2 separate regions of the Sminthopsis crassicaudata genome follow, and region 2 is linked to region 1. A link is a contact called in public Hi-C data. All regions are on one chromosome and are shown on one strand. The core of a region is the stretch at or near the end of the contact, and the rest is flanking DNA. Distances in the headings are between cores, read along the strand shown.

Region 1 (7,261 bases), core at 1,237-3,736:
AGGGCCCAGCGTTTTGTGACCCAGAAGACTTCCAGCTCCTCCCCAGTCTCCGCTTCCTGCTCAGGCCCCAGATCCTCATCCAGGACCTGCAGTCCCTCCAGCTTCTCATCGCCCCGATACCAAGTGAAGCTCAGTTTGTCGTGAGGGGAGACCTCTCGGGCCGAGCAGACCAGGGTGGCCCCTTGCCCAGGGGCCAGGGTGCTCGGGAACACTTCCACTTTGTCGGGGAAGGCTGAAAGAGCCGGACGTGAGGTTAATGAGGGCCGGGACTGGGGGTCTCTGTCTCCCGCCACTCATTTTGGGGGGCTGTGTATAGGCCCTTGGGGATAAGGGACTTGTCAGGGTCCCAAGTACTGAGGTCAGATTTGAGCTCTCTGTGCTCTGTGGTTATCTAGCTGCCCAGCTCACTCGCCTTAATCCCTATTTTTCTGTTTCTCTTTGACTTCTTTTCCTCAACCTTTGCCTGTCTCATAAAACATGGAACACCAGAGCTGGAAGGGCCAAAATAAATCAACCAGCCTTAACCGCCTCATTTTACAGATTTGGAAACTGAGGCCCATAACAAGGAAGGGGCCCAGCCCAGCTCTGCCCGCCCCCAGTGGCTGGGATCTGGGCTGGCTCTCTTGTCTCTCTGCCTGGCTCGTTAGCAATAAAACAGCATTTCCTCATTTCTTCCCTGGTCTTCCCAACAGCCTGAGGTCCGAGGCCCCATCACTCTTCCCATTTTACAGAGGGGAAAACTAAGGCTCAGAAAGGAGGCGGCCGGCTAACTGGGACCGGTCTCTCTCGCCAAGGCCGGGCTTACCGTACACCAGCAGCTCCACCGTGTCCTGGTAGGTGGTGTCCTGGCAGGTGCTGATGCACACCTTCCATCCCGCCATGGAGAGCGTGGCCTCGGGGATGGTCAGAACGCTGAGACCCGGCACCGAGGAGACGTGGCCCAGGCTGGTGTCCAGCCCCTTCCACTGCACGGTCGCCTCCTTGGAGCAGGTCAGAGAGCAGTTCAGCTTGATGGAGCCTCCAGCCCGGACCATCGGCCACGCGGGCGTGATCCGCAAGGAGTTCTTGCCTTCCCTCGGCGCTCCTGGGGAGAGCAGGGAGGAGGGGGCCTTGGGGGCGGGAGGCTGAGATTCTCATAGCTGCCCCTGGGCCCTCTCACACACAGCACACATGTACACACACATGTACGCACATCTCACACGTCACATATGCCCCTTTCAGGGACATCGGGGCACAGTGGGCGCTCACTAGCCATGGGACCTTTCAGAAATCCCTTCTCATTAAGCCTCAGTTTCTTCAGCCATCACTCGAGGGGCTTGGAGGAGCAGCCGTGGAGGAGCACTGGCGATGCTGCGATTGGGCTGGTTAAATGCTCTTGAGGTCCCCCAGAAGCTGCTCCTCCATCCCTGTCACTCCCACCGTCACTGGTGAGATCAGAGACCCTGGGCTGTGCCCCGGCGCCCCAGACACAAGGTACATTCAAAGAGCCTTAGAAGGTGGGATGTCAGAGCTGAAAAGGTCGCTTGAAGAGGGAAGACGGGGCTGGGCGGAGCGGGAGCCTCGTCTGAGTGTGGGGGAGACCGAGGGGATGGACGGATGGGAGAGGAGTGACCCGGAGCTCCCAATACAAGGGGACGGTTCCTGGCTTCTGAGAGGTTACCTTTGGAGGGGGAGAACCCAGAAGGCAGCGGCTTCCGGGGAAGAAGAGCTCTTCCTGGGAAAGTCTGAAAAAGTAATGTAGCTAACGGGTGTGGTGAGAAGAGCCTGTGGACCAGAGGGGTGAGTGTGTCTGTGTCTGTGTGTGAGTGTGAGTGTGTGAGTCTGTGTGTGTGGGGTATTTATGTGAATATACACGGGGGGGGGGGGAGGGCCTCCCAGGGGCAGCCCACGTTCTGCTCGGGGTCAGCCACGGTGGCCACGTTTGTACTTGGTACCGATCGAATATCCAAGTCCCCATTTTTCAGGTGAGAACCTGAGACCCAGAGAGGGGGTGTGATTTAGGACCAGAGGCTCAAGAACTAGAGGGGGACTCAGAGATCATTCTAGTTCAATGCCTGCTTTTTCCAGATGAAGAAACCCAGAAGGGGAGAGAGTATGTAACTGGCTCCGGGTCAGTAAGTAGAGAGCTGAGATTTGAACCTGGCTCCTCCCCAGCTCCTCTCCTCCTCACGGCCCTTCTCCACAAGGTCAGTCAGAGACGAAGCCTGGGAGACACCATGACCCTCAGTCTTCCTGGGAGGGCCTGTTGGATGGGTCAGGGGACAAGGAACTTACCCCAGCTGCTCTGGCCTTGGAGAAGGAGGAGGAGGAGGAGAAGGGCTGGCGGGGTGAGGGGGGCAGGGAGGGCTGCTTCATTCATCGCTCTCCCTCAGAGGCCGGCACCTCACAGCAGCTGGGGCTCCTTTTTCCTTTCTCTTTCCGAGCCCCTCCTGGAGACCCCTCTTAAGTAGAGTCAGGCTGACCCCGCCTCCTCCTCCTTCATTAGACCCTGGAGGATTTCCAGAGGGGATTTCTCTCTGCCCAAGATGGGACTCTCCAGTGTCCAGATGGGTTGCGGAGGGGGAGCTGAAGCAGCGCCAAGTTAAGGAGGGGACTAATGAGAACTCCTGCCCTGGAGTAGCCCATCTAAGCATGGGGTGTTGGGGGAAGAGTTAGATAGATTGATTCCTCTCCAGAGGCGAGCATCCTTTGGGAGCCCGAGGGAGGGAAACCTGGTTCCTGAGACCAACCAGAGCTGGCTTCAGACACGTCCTAGAGCCCCCTCATGGTGGGTGGGGGTGCCTTTCCGGAGGCCCCCCCAGAGCTATCCACTCTGTGCCCACACAGGGCTGCTACAGGGTCAGGGCTACAGGTAAGAGGGTCGTAGGGGACTCCTTCCCAGAGCGGCCACCCAGAGGCTTCCCCAAAGGTCCTTCCTCCCCCGCCCTTCATCATGGAGGAACAGTGGGAAATCTTGGCTTCTGTGGTGCCGCTTGGATGCTCACTACCTGTGCGCCCTAGCAAGCTACTTCCTTCCAGAGGTCCTCCTTTTCTCATCTGTTAAATGAAGTGTTAAAGTCGCCCTCTCTGAGGCTGCTGATCCTGTGATGGGGGAGATGGTGCAGTTTTGGGGGTCCCCAGCAGGTCAGATTCCCAGAAGTTAGTCACACAGGCTGAAGGATTCTGGGAATTTGACCTGCTGAAGACACCCCAGCTTCTCTTCCCCTTACTGGAAGTTTTCAGGGACCATGAGAGAAGCCAAGTTTGGAAAAGGTGATAAGACCGAGGGTCACCGATAATCTGCTCACGTCAAGGCTTTTCAGCTGGTGTCTGGAATTCCCCGTCTGTCTCCCAGGAGCCTGGAGATGGTTTTAGGCCCAGCCTCCCCCTTTACCTTCTAAGCCGGGCTCCAGAAATTGCTTCTTCCTGCTCAGGGGACTTCAGATAAAGCTCTGCTCCCTCCTCCCCACTTGGTCCTTATTTGGCATCCTTCCCCAGCCTTAGGAGCCTTATCTCATCTCCAGCCCCCATGCGACAACGAGGTCACACACTCTGGTGGACACGCTTCTGGGATACAGTGTCACTGCCCAGGCCCCGGAGGCAGCCGCAGGACTTGCTGGGTCACTTGGGGCAAGGCTCTCTCCTGCTCTGGGCTTCAGTTTCCCCTTCTGTAAAAGGAAGGCTGTGTCCTACCTAGGGTCCCTCTCCATTCTGACGTCTACAATCCTAGAGCTCAAGCACCAGAAAGAGCTTTAGAAATCATTTAATTCAACCCCCTCATTTCAAAGTCCAGGAAAAATGGCAGCCCTTAAAACTACTACCATGGAAGGCTACATTAACAGGGTGTGCAGAATAAAAGAAGTGATGTTCTCTGCCCTAGTCAGATGACAAAGAGGAAGAAGGAAGGGAAAGGAAGCATATATAGGGTCCCTACCATGTGCTAGGCGCAGGGCTAAGGGCTTTTTACAAATGTTATCTCATCTGATCCTCCAAGCAAGCTTGGAGATGTGTGCTGTTATGATCTCCATTTTACAGATGAAGGCAAACTTAAAGTTAAACATCTTGCTCAAAAGTCACACAGCACTCTATCTGCTGTGCCACCTAACCACTTTGAAAGAATGATTGCATTTGGTTGTGGGTGCTGTGTTTCAGGAATGATGCTTTACCTCTGTCTGCCTCAGTTTTCTCATCTGTAAAATGGGGGTCATGGGGCACCTGCCTTCTAGAGTGATTGTCATGAGCGTCAGATGTTATATTTGCAAATCACTTTGTAAACGTTAAATCACTCCTTAATGCTAGCTATTATTATAGAATGATAGCTACATCTGTATTTGCATATATCTATATATTTATTTGTATATATCTATATATTATTTATAAATTTATCTATTTATATTTATACATATTTATATCTATATAGAGTGTATATAAAGAATGTAAACTTCTTGGGAGGCAAGAACTGTTTAGATTTTCTCTGAGTCACCAGCACAATACCTGCAAGAGAGCCGGACTTAGTGGGCATTTAATTAATCTGTTGACTCTGAGGCCTCTTTCAGGTCTGAGATCATGGGAAAGGACAGGCTCAGACTCATTCAGAGAGTAAATAGCTGAGCTTCAAACCCAGGCCTTCCTTAACTTTCCAAGCCCCCATTCTCACTATTTCCCTTCCCCATCTGTTCCCTTCCTGTAGCTCTGAAGTTCCCGCTCTGAGTTCTATCAGCATGGCTGGAGATGGGCAGCTTTCCTCAGCTGTCCAATGGGTTTTTTTTTTCCATTTTCCTGTATCCCCCTCAAGCCACCTCATTCTTCTTTTCCCTTAATCCTCCCTGAGTCCTTTTCAGTTCCAGTAAAGGCTAAACAGGAAGCCAAACAGAAGATGAAGGTCAGAAGAAAAGACCCTAGGGGTAATGATGAATAGGCAAAGCCCTGGGCACATCCCAGCAGAGCAAGCTGAGGGGCTGGGGCCTTTCTCCGGGAAGCTGGATCCTTAACCCCAAACCTCTCTGTTTATTTTTCTTCTAACACACCCATCTTATCTCTGGCTCGGAGGCGAAGACTGAGGGTGGTGATTAATGGGTTACTTCCCTCTTGCATTTCCTAAGTCAGATCTGAATTTCCACTTCCAAGATTCTGGCAACCAACCCCCCCCCCTCCAAGAGACCCTAAGAACTTGGGGCACTGCCGAGTCTGCCATCGAAAAACTCCAAAATAGGATCGTGTCTTACTAAAAGCAGTAAGATGGGTAGCCAAGAAGGTGAAGAGCCTTCTAGATTGGAAGATTTCAGACTAGGCAAGGGGAAGGGCCTGAAGTCACGAAGGGGATCTGGGGTGGGGATGGCAGAAGTGAAAGCTGAAAGAGTCCTGGCCAGCAAGTGGGGAGACATCTCCTTGGACGAACTATTTCTCTGGGCCTCAACTGGCCTTTAGGGTCTCTGCCAGCTCTGACATTCTGGATTTTTTGATTCCCAGGCTGAAGTCCTTTACCATCCCATACTACCTCACAGGATCATGGCATTTAAAACTCCAAGGAGCTTTATAGCCCATCAAGTCCAATCCTTCATTTTAGAATTGAGGAAAGAGGGAGAGAGGGAAGTAACTCTGCCACAATCACACAGGTGATAAAGTAGCTCACTCAGATGCCCACCCATATCCTCCACTCCAAGTAAGGGCTCTTTCCACCCTGCTCCATTGCCATTGTTCCTGGGGGAAGGGACTGGAAGGAGCACTTTTTCGTACTTTGAGAGACAAGAGTAATGGCTTGTGATTGGCCAATAGAGCACAACAATGGTGGAGCCTCTGAGAATGGAACCAAGTCCACTTGCCTGACCCAACTCCAAGCTTTACTAGATCTGGACCAGGTTTACTGCTTATCCCCTTTGTCTCTCATGCTCACAGTCAGCCCCTCTGGAGCAATGGGTCCAGCGGCTAGCCTGAGCAGGCTCTTCCCATACAGATGGCTAAGTTCATGGAGGTGGAGACAGAAGTTTCTCCTTTTGGCCCTATATCCTCTCACCTGTTTCCTGGCTTTATCCTGGCTCCTTACCCCTACCCAGGGGAGGAAGCCTGCTAAAAGAGCTGTAGGAATTCTATCCTCCCTAGAAAAGACTTCCTCTTATCAAACCAAACCCTCCTAATTTGGAGAGGAGAACAGAGGCTCATTGGAAAGACTCTGGCTTGGAAGATAAGTGAGGCTTTAGCTTTGAACTCTGGTTCTGCAATTGATACCTCCTCTCTTTATATTTTAGCTTCCTCTTTTGGGCAATTGGGATAATCCTTGCTCAGCCCTTCTTTCAGCCTCATTTTTCATTTTCAAAGGGGACCAGTGACATTATGGGATAAGGTCTTGTCTTGGGAATAAATTGGACTTAAGTGAATTGAATTAATTCTTTGGATTTAATTGGATAAATTGGATTTAAGACACCGAGTCCCACAAACCCCTGAGCCTCACTCTCTCTTTCAGAGTCACCCAAATCAGGACAACTGGCCCAGGATGCAGTGGGTGACCTTGGCATCCTGATGTTTGGCTAAGCTGAAAGCACTCTGCAGCACCTGCTTCAGCTGATTTCATGACTGCTGGAATAGACTGTTCACAGCTTCCCATTCTGATGGGGAAAACTTCATGTGCTTGGGACAGATAGATACCCCTCTAACTCACTGATGGTTTTGAGGCCTATTGGTTACCTTCAACTTGGCTCAACTGTCTGTTGAGATGATTTTACTGGGGTATGGCCACTGCACATGCTATAGCTTCTTGTGCCCAAGGTGACAGCTGGATAAAAGAGAGATACCAAAGGTAGATGAACAGTGCCATCTTAATAGGATTTTTTTTCCAAATATATATATATGCAAAGATGGCAGCTAGGTGGCGCAGTGGATAGAGCACCAGCCCTGAAGTCAGGAGGACCAGAGTTCGAATTTGACCTTAGACAAAACACTTCCTGGTTGTGTGACTCTGGGCAAGTCACTTACCCCCAACTGCCTCAGCAAAAAAACCAGAAACAAGTATATGCAAAGATAGTTTTCAGCCTTCACCTTTGCAAAACCTTGTTTTCCAAATTTTTTCCCCCTCTTTCCCTTCTTTCCTATGACAGCAAACAATCATGATATAGGTTAAACATGTGCAATTCTTCCAAATATTTCCATATTCATTATGTTGCACAAGAAAAATCAGATCAAAAGTGAAAAAAAAAAGAGAGAAAAAAAATAACAAGCAAACAACAAAAGGTGGAAAACTATGCTTTGATCCACATTCAGTCCCTATAGTTCTCTCTCTGGGTAGAGA
Region 2 (7,261 bases), core at 1,301-3,800, 150 kb after region 1:
AAATGGCAGAGGGAAGTCTTGGGGAAGAAAAGAAGAACCAAGGAAAGGTGATGGTGGGAGAGAGAAAGAAGACAGGAAGAAGAGGAAGAAAGAAGGGGAGAAGAGATGGATAGAAGTAGAAAAAAAAGTGATGGGGTAATAATGGGAGAGAGAAGAGAAGTGAAAAGAAGAGAGAAAAAGAAGACGAGGTGGAGAAAGAATGAAAGGAAAGAAGAGAAGAGAGTTGAGAGGAGAGGAGAAAAGGAAAAAGAAAGAGAAGAAAGGAGGGAGAAAGGAAAAGGGGAGAGGAGAAATAAGGAGAAAGGGGAAGGAGGGATGGAGATATGGGAGAGGGAAAGAGAAATGGGAAAAGGAAAACGGAATAAGGGAGAAAAGAAGGGAGAAAAAGAAAGAGAGAAGAGAGGAATGGAGGAAAGGGGGAAAATAGAATTGAAGGGAGTGGGAAGAAAAGGAAAGGAGAGAGATGACGATAAGAGTGGAGGAAGAAGTAGGGATAGGAGGTGGGGCAAAGGGAGAGGAAAAAAGTAAAAGAGGAGATAGAAGAGAACAAAAATGAAGTGGAAAAATGAATTGAGGAAATGAGAAGGAAAAAGAGGAAAAAGGACAGGAAAGAAGATGAGAAACAAGGACAGGAAAAGAGAAAGGAGGAGGATTGGAGACAAGAGTGAGAAAAGAGAAGGGAGGAAGAAGGGAGCAGAATAAAAGGAGAGCTCTTCTTTAAGAGGAAAATAGGACGGAGACAGGAAACACAGGGCAAAACTCGAAGGGAAAAAGGCTAGATAGAATTTCCTTCCTGGAGCCAGGAACGCAGAATTATATATTTACTAATGATTGGAACTATCTATTTAATTAACTCCAATTTATCCTGTACACATCTCATTTGCAGATTGTATCTCCCATTATATCTTTTCTTCTGTCTTTGTGTTCCCAGTACTTAGCAGAATACCAGGCACTTTATAGGAACTTAATTAATGTCTGTTGATTTTTTCCAGGAAGTGGCTGTCCAATAGTAAATGATTGAGCCTGAGTCAAGATTGGAATCCACCTCCTCTGATTCTCAGTGCACCCCGTTGTCCACAATGGCACAATATGATGGGGTGTTGGAGGACTGGGAAGGGAAGGGATGCTCATTGACAAATTTTGGCTCTAGGAAGGAAGCTGTCCCACATTCCATTCCACCACGGATTATAGGAACTTAGAATACTGTAGTTTAAAAAAAAAAAAAAAAAAAAGGTGATTTTCAAAAATCACCTTGTCCACTCTGTCTCCCCACCCCTTGATATTTTACAGATAAGGAAATTAGATCCAGAGGAGAAGGTAAAGAAAAAAAGCTTGGCCAGATTTGCCCAGAGTCTATGATCTCAGTGGGTAAGGATTGTTTCAGAAGCTTTGGGAACCAAATCTTTCCTCAGTTTCTCCTATCTTTTCCCCAAGTCCTGTTTTTTCCTCCCCCTCTTCCTTCCTTCCTCTTCCTCTTTTCTTCCCTCTTCCTTCCTTTCTTCTCCTCATCCCTTTCCTCTTCCTCCTCTTCTTCATCCTCCTTTTTCCATGTCATTGTGCTGGGCGACATCTTGTGGGGAGATTTTGCCACTGCCCTGCCCTTTCCAGGTTGAAAGGATGATGAAGCTGAGAATATGGGGAGGAGCCAAATGTAATGGGGTCTTGAAAGCCAATTGCAAAATTTTTATCGTGAGTATTTACGCTTCTGAAATCAGCAAATGCTACAAATCAGGGCTGCATTGATGATTTTGTTGATTGATTAGGGCTAAGAAAGTGATGGAGAAAATATTAATGACGCAGATTTAACTGAAATGCAGAAAGCCAGCTGTGAAACATTTACCAGCATAACTGTGGTTGTGGGGGAGATTGGTTCTGATATGGGCTGGACTAATTGGCATCTGAGCTTCCCTTCCACTCAGATTCTGTGATTTTGCAACTGTCCTCCTTCCTACCCTTCCAGGGATAGTAAGAGGAAACCCCCAGAGAAATGGGAGGAGGAAGGAGAAGGGTGATTACTGATACGATTCATTAGAGAAAAGTCCAAGTATAAAATAAATCCTGTTTCAGGAAAAGCATTACTGGAAGCAGCAATTGTGACTCGGAATTAACTGCAATAGTCCAAGCAGGAGTCCATCAAGAGCTACAATACGAGGGAGAAACTATTACAGGCTGCTGTCTGCTAAATTGGAGTGGGTGACCACCTTTCTGATTGAAAAAGTGTTAGTTGGAGCTCAGAACAGAAGGAAGACTGAATTTAAGGACCTCAGTTTTCCTCTCTGTAAAAGAAAATGGGTCAGACTCAATGATCTCTTAAGTTCCTTCCAACTAAATTCTATGAGCTTGGTTGGGGGGAAGGCAAGGAACTGGGGAGTAAGGTATTTGAAGCCTAAACAATTTTTAAATGATTTACCCTAAAATTCCTCTTGAGCCTACTCTAGCCCATTCTGGCTCCCAACCTTTTACTCTTGTCCATAGAAGATGAGGCAGCTACCAGGGTTTCCATGGTAACCAGGAGAGTGTTCCTTGTTTCCACGGTGACCAAATGCTTCCACTGGGGCCTTAGAACTTATGGCCAGTGCCTAAGGGGGGGGTGGGTAGGGAAAGAAGGAAGAAAAAGAGGAAGGAGTGATAAAAAAAAAGGTTCTTTAAGGAAGAGAATAAGCAAAGAAGCACTTCAGGGAGAGAAAATGGAAGGTATCCATCAAGATAATTTGTCCAGCCTCCCATGCCATGGGTCTTTAGTAGGGGATATTGAGCTGGAAGACTATCCCTTGGAAGACAGGCTTCCCTTGGAGGATATGATAAATGACGCAGAAAGGTATGGATGGGGAAAGGTGAAAGGAAGACGAATGAACAACCTCATCCTGGGACAGGGGAGGAGAAAAGAGATCTAGACTTCATCATCATCCAGTGTCTTAAATATCTGGATAAAAATGAAAAGAACGGGGAGGGGAGGAAGAAAGAGGACAACAAAATATTCAGCCTTAAAATCCAAATATTTGGATGATCCAAATGGCCCTATCCCTGATCATAAATTTAAGGTGTTGTCTCTTTCCTTCCTTTCATCCAGATTAGTGGAATAGTAGGAGGCAGCTTGGTATAATGGAAATAACATTAGATTCTTAAGTCAAGAAGTCATAGGTTCAAATCCTGGCTCAGCCACTTACCTACTATATGACCTTGTGCAAACCATTTCATATTTCTAGGTTTCTGTAAAGTGGAGTAATTGAACTAGCTAATTTCTAAAACCTGTCTCAGCTTTAAAGCTATGATTCTAATCCTATCATTTGGATTTGAACTCTAGTTTTGCTACAGATTAGTTTCAAACTAGAAAGGAGTTTAAGTCTACCCATCAAGACAGATATCATGGAGAGTAACTACAATGCAGAATGAAGAATCATTCTTAAGACACCCAAAGGTCCACAGGAAACAAAATCCAGGAAAAGACAGCAATAACACTCATAGTTTCAAATCTCTGCAGACAAATATGTGGATAAACAAGATGCAAAATTAATTAAATATCCTTATGTAAGGAGGCAAATTTGATCTCACAGGCATCAGTGAGACTTGGTGGGATGAGACCCATGAGTGTGGACGACTCTGGATAATCTCTCTTAGCTCCAGTCCGTTCTCTACACACAAGCTACATGATTAGGCGCAGATCTGACTGTGTCACTTACCTATGCAGTCATTTCCAGTAACTCCCTATAATCTCTAGAATAAAATGCAATCTCTACTTTTAAGGCCTTTTATAGACTTTTAAGACTTAGATAGATATATCATATTCAAAGAAACAAGACTAATAAAAAGCAAGGTGGGATTTGCATTTTATATTGAGAACATGAGAAAATACAGGAATTTAGAGTGGTGAAACATAGTGGAAGAGAATTGGATGGAGAGACACAAAGGTTTGGGGCACTGAATTATACTACCAATCCCTTGAGCAGAAAGAAGCAATCATAAATTTGGGAAGGGCACAGCTGAGTAATGACGAGGGACTTTTATTGTCTGGACATTTGCTATTGCTGTCCCTTTACCCAAATGCAGAGAAGCTACAAATGTCTTGATTTGACTTAATGCTCATTTTGTCAAGGGAAGCTTCATTTCTGGATCTGATCTTCACTGGTAGGAACTGGTTACTAGGGTGATAATGACAGAATCTTTGGAGCAATGTGAATTTATCATAAGGAAAGAGCAAAAAGAAGGGCAGGCTTCCATGCAACCCAGATTTGAGAAGAACACTTTCCAAAGAGTTCAGAGACAAAATAGGCAAGATCGAAAGGATTTATGTTCTACAGAGATACTCAGTCTGCTCAGAAGGGATAGAATTCTGTAAAAGAGAGAAGGATGTTACAGCAGTGTATCATAGCTGGCACATAGTAGGTGCATAATAAATATTTCTTGATTGTGATTATTAAGGTATCTGCTAAAATTCTTTCCACTAAAAGCAAAGGAGTTAATAACTTCTTGACTTTTTTGAATGATAATTTAATCATGAAATTATTCTCTCCAAAGTCATCAATGATTCTTAAGTGGCAAATCTGATGGTCTTTGCTTAGTCTTCATCCTTCCTGATCTACAGCCTCTGACACTGTTCCCCACTTTCTTTTTTTAACTCAAAGCTTTTGTGACACTGCTGTCTATCTGACTTCTCTCAATCTTTCTCAAAAACTCCAATCCTAACTAACTTACCGATTAAACATTTCACTGTATATTTTCCATGGTATATACCCTGTAAGCATCTTAAATTCAAAGTACCCAAAATAGAACCCAATATTTTCCTCCCCTCTATTCCAAACTCCCCTATTACTGTAGAGGGCATCTCCTGTCCCATTTCCCCAAGTTTGAAGCCTCAGGGTACTTCCTGACTCATTGTTCTCTCCCATCTTACTTTCCCAATCAGTTGTCAAATCGTATTTCTACTTTTGGGAGATAGAAACAAGATCTATTCTATTATATCAGTCTCGCCACTCACAGCCACCCCCTAAAACAGACTTTCATCATCTCTTCAGGACAGCTCCTGAGTGCCCCCAATCTTCCCTCTATGTTATCTTCCTTTTACTCTGTATTTTGAATATGTCTATTTGTTTATATGCTGTCTCTCTCATTAGAAAGTCTAAACATGTATATAGTACCTAGTATATGCCAAATACTTTACAAATATCATCTCATTTGAGCTTTGTAACAACTCTTCACATATATAAATCATATATATGTGTGTGTATATATATGTATATGCATATTTTTATTTATATATGTATTTCCATATCATATCCCCACTTTGCAGTTGAAGAAACTGAGGCAAGTAAAATGAAGTGACTTTCCCAGGCTCTCGGAGATAGTAAATGTTTAAGGCTGGATTTGAATTTAGGCCATCCTGACTCCAGAACCAACCCTTTTAACCACTGTGACACTTGACATACTATTAGTATGTAAGCTCCTTGAGAATAAAGATGATCACTCTGATGGACTTGGCTCTTTTCATCAATGAACTGATTTAGGCCAGTTCCAATGTTCTTGTGATGGAGAGAACCATCTGCAACCAGAGAGAGGATTATGGGAACTGAATATAGATCACAGCATAGAATTTTCACCTTTTTGTTGTTGTTTGCTTGCTGTTTTTTCTTTCTCATTGTTTTCTTTTTTGGTCTGATTTTTCTTGTGCAGCATGGAAATAGTGTAGAAGAATTGCATCAGTTTAACATATAAGAGATTACTTGCTATCTATGAGGGGTGGAGGAAGGGAAGGAGAAAAATATGGAACACAAGATTTTTCAAGGGTAAATGTTGAAAACTATCTTTGCATATATTTTGAAAATAAAAATATATTATTTTAAAATTTTTAAATATTTTTTAATTTTAAAATTTTAAAAATTTGTTTAAAACAATGAAAAAAGAAAACCCCCAAAAGGATATCATAAAAGAAAGCATAAAGAGAAAAAGAAATAAGGATGATATTATTATTTTAGTGTGAGTATCCTCACTCACACTCAGCTCAGCAAAGTGCCTGACACATACTAAGCCCTTAATATTTTATCTATCTATCTATCTATTTATTTACCTACTTCTCCATTCTCATCAGCTTCCATGGGTTTAGTTATCATCCCTGTACAAATGTCCCATATCTATTTATTTAGCTTCATTCTCTCTTAAGTCTTGTTTTCTCATCTGTCTTTTGGTTAGTTTGAACTGGATGTCCATTAAACATCAACATGTCCAAAACAGAACTCATTTCCCCAAAACTCACTCCTCTTCCATACTTCCCTATTTCTCTCAAAGGCATCAACATTTTTCCAGTCTCCCAATGTATCACCTCAGATTATGTTCATCTCTTTACTCCACATACTCAAATATTTGTCATATTTTTTCGTTTCTACCTTTATAACATATTCGCATCCAATCCCTTCTCTCTGCACACAGACATCACCTTAATAAAGACTATCATCACCTCTTGCCTGATGAACAATAATAACTTCAAAGAGATCTTGCCTACATTTTTGCAGCAGCTTCCTGAATGATCATTCTGCCTCAAGGCTCTCATACCTCCAGTCCATTGTGTACACCAAGCTACCAATGTAATTACATGCAGATCTGTCACCTACTCAATCACTTCCAAATGTTCCCTATTACCTCTAGGATAAAATACAATCTTTTAGCTCTTAGGGCTCTTTACAAACTGAGCCCAACTAATCTTTTTTGCCTCACTATGAATTATTCCCCCTCCCCAATCCAAAATTCAGCCAAACTGACCTTTTTCTGTTTCTCACACAAAAGTCCATCTCCCAACTCTCTGCCTTTCTTCTTTTTTTAGGAAAGTCCAGCCTACTTTTTGAAATGCACTTATTGCTCATCAGCTTGGAACTGATGCATGGTATGACAAGAAGGGGCAGTGAGATGACCCAGTGGATAGAGCATTGAGCTTAGAGTTGGGAAGACTTATCTTCCTGAGTTCAAACCTAGTTGTGTGACTCTGGGCCAGTCACTTCACCCTGTTTCCCTTAGTTTACTCATGTGTAAAATGATTTGGAGAAGGAAATGTCAGACAGTTTCGGTGTCTTTATCAAGAAAACCCCATGTGAGTTCATAAGGAATTGGATACGACTAAATATGGCCACTTTTGAATGTGACTGAGATGGAGTGGAGGAGTAGGTTCAGGGAAATAAGCAAGTTGAGGATCTAGGTTAGAGTGTCTGAGAGAGTATCAATATGTGGTTGAAATTCCCAAATATGAGAGTAGAAGTTAAGGAGGAAATTCTATGTT

The links. Hi-C and Micro-C count contacts between places; a contact is called where the count stands out from the background.
Region 2: a Hi-C map of hippocampus shows a contact between it and region 1, with 4 times the contacts expected there. The contact joins the promoter of SPMAP2 here to the promoter of MADCAM1 in region 1. A contact is called at or near these places in 2 of 2 Hi-C or Micro-C datasets (fibroblasts and hippocampus).

The regions. Positions count from the first base shown.
Region 1 is chr1:49,409,648-49,416,908 of ASM4859323v1, forward strand. MADCAM1 (mucosal vascular addressin cell adhesion molecule 1) reads right to left here and starts at 2,487. Exons shown (of 5, transcript XM_074302022.1): 1 at 2,275-2,487; 2 at 806-1,084; 3 at 1-232. The coding sequence starts at 2,359.
Region 2 is chr1:49,557,727-49,564,987 of ASM4859323v1, forward strand. SPMAP2 (sperm microtubule associated protein 2) reads left to right here and starts at 2,551. Exons shown (of 8, transcript XM_074302038.1): 1 at 2,551-2,818. The coding sequence starts at 2,688.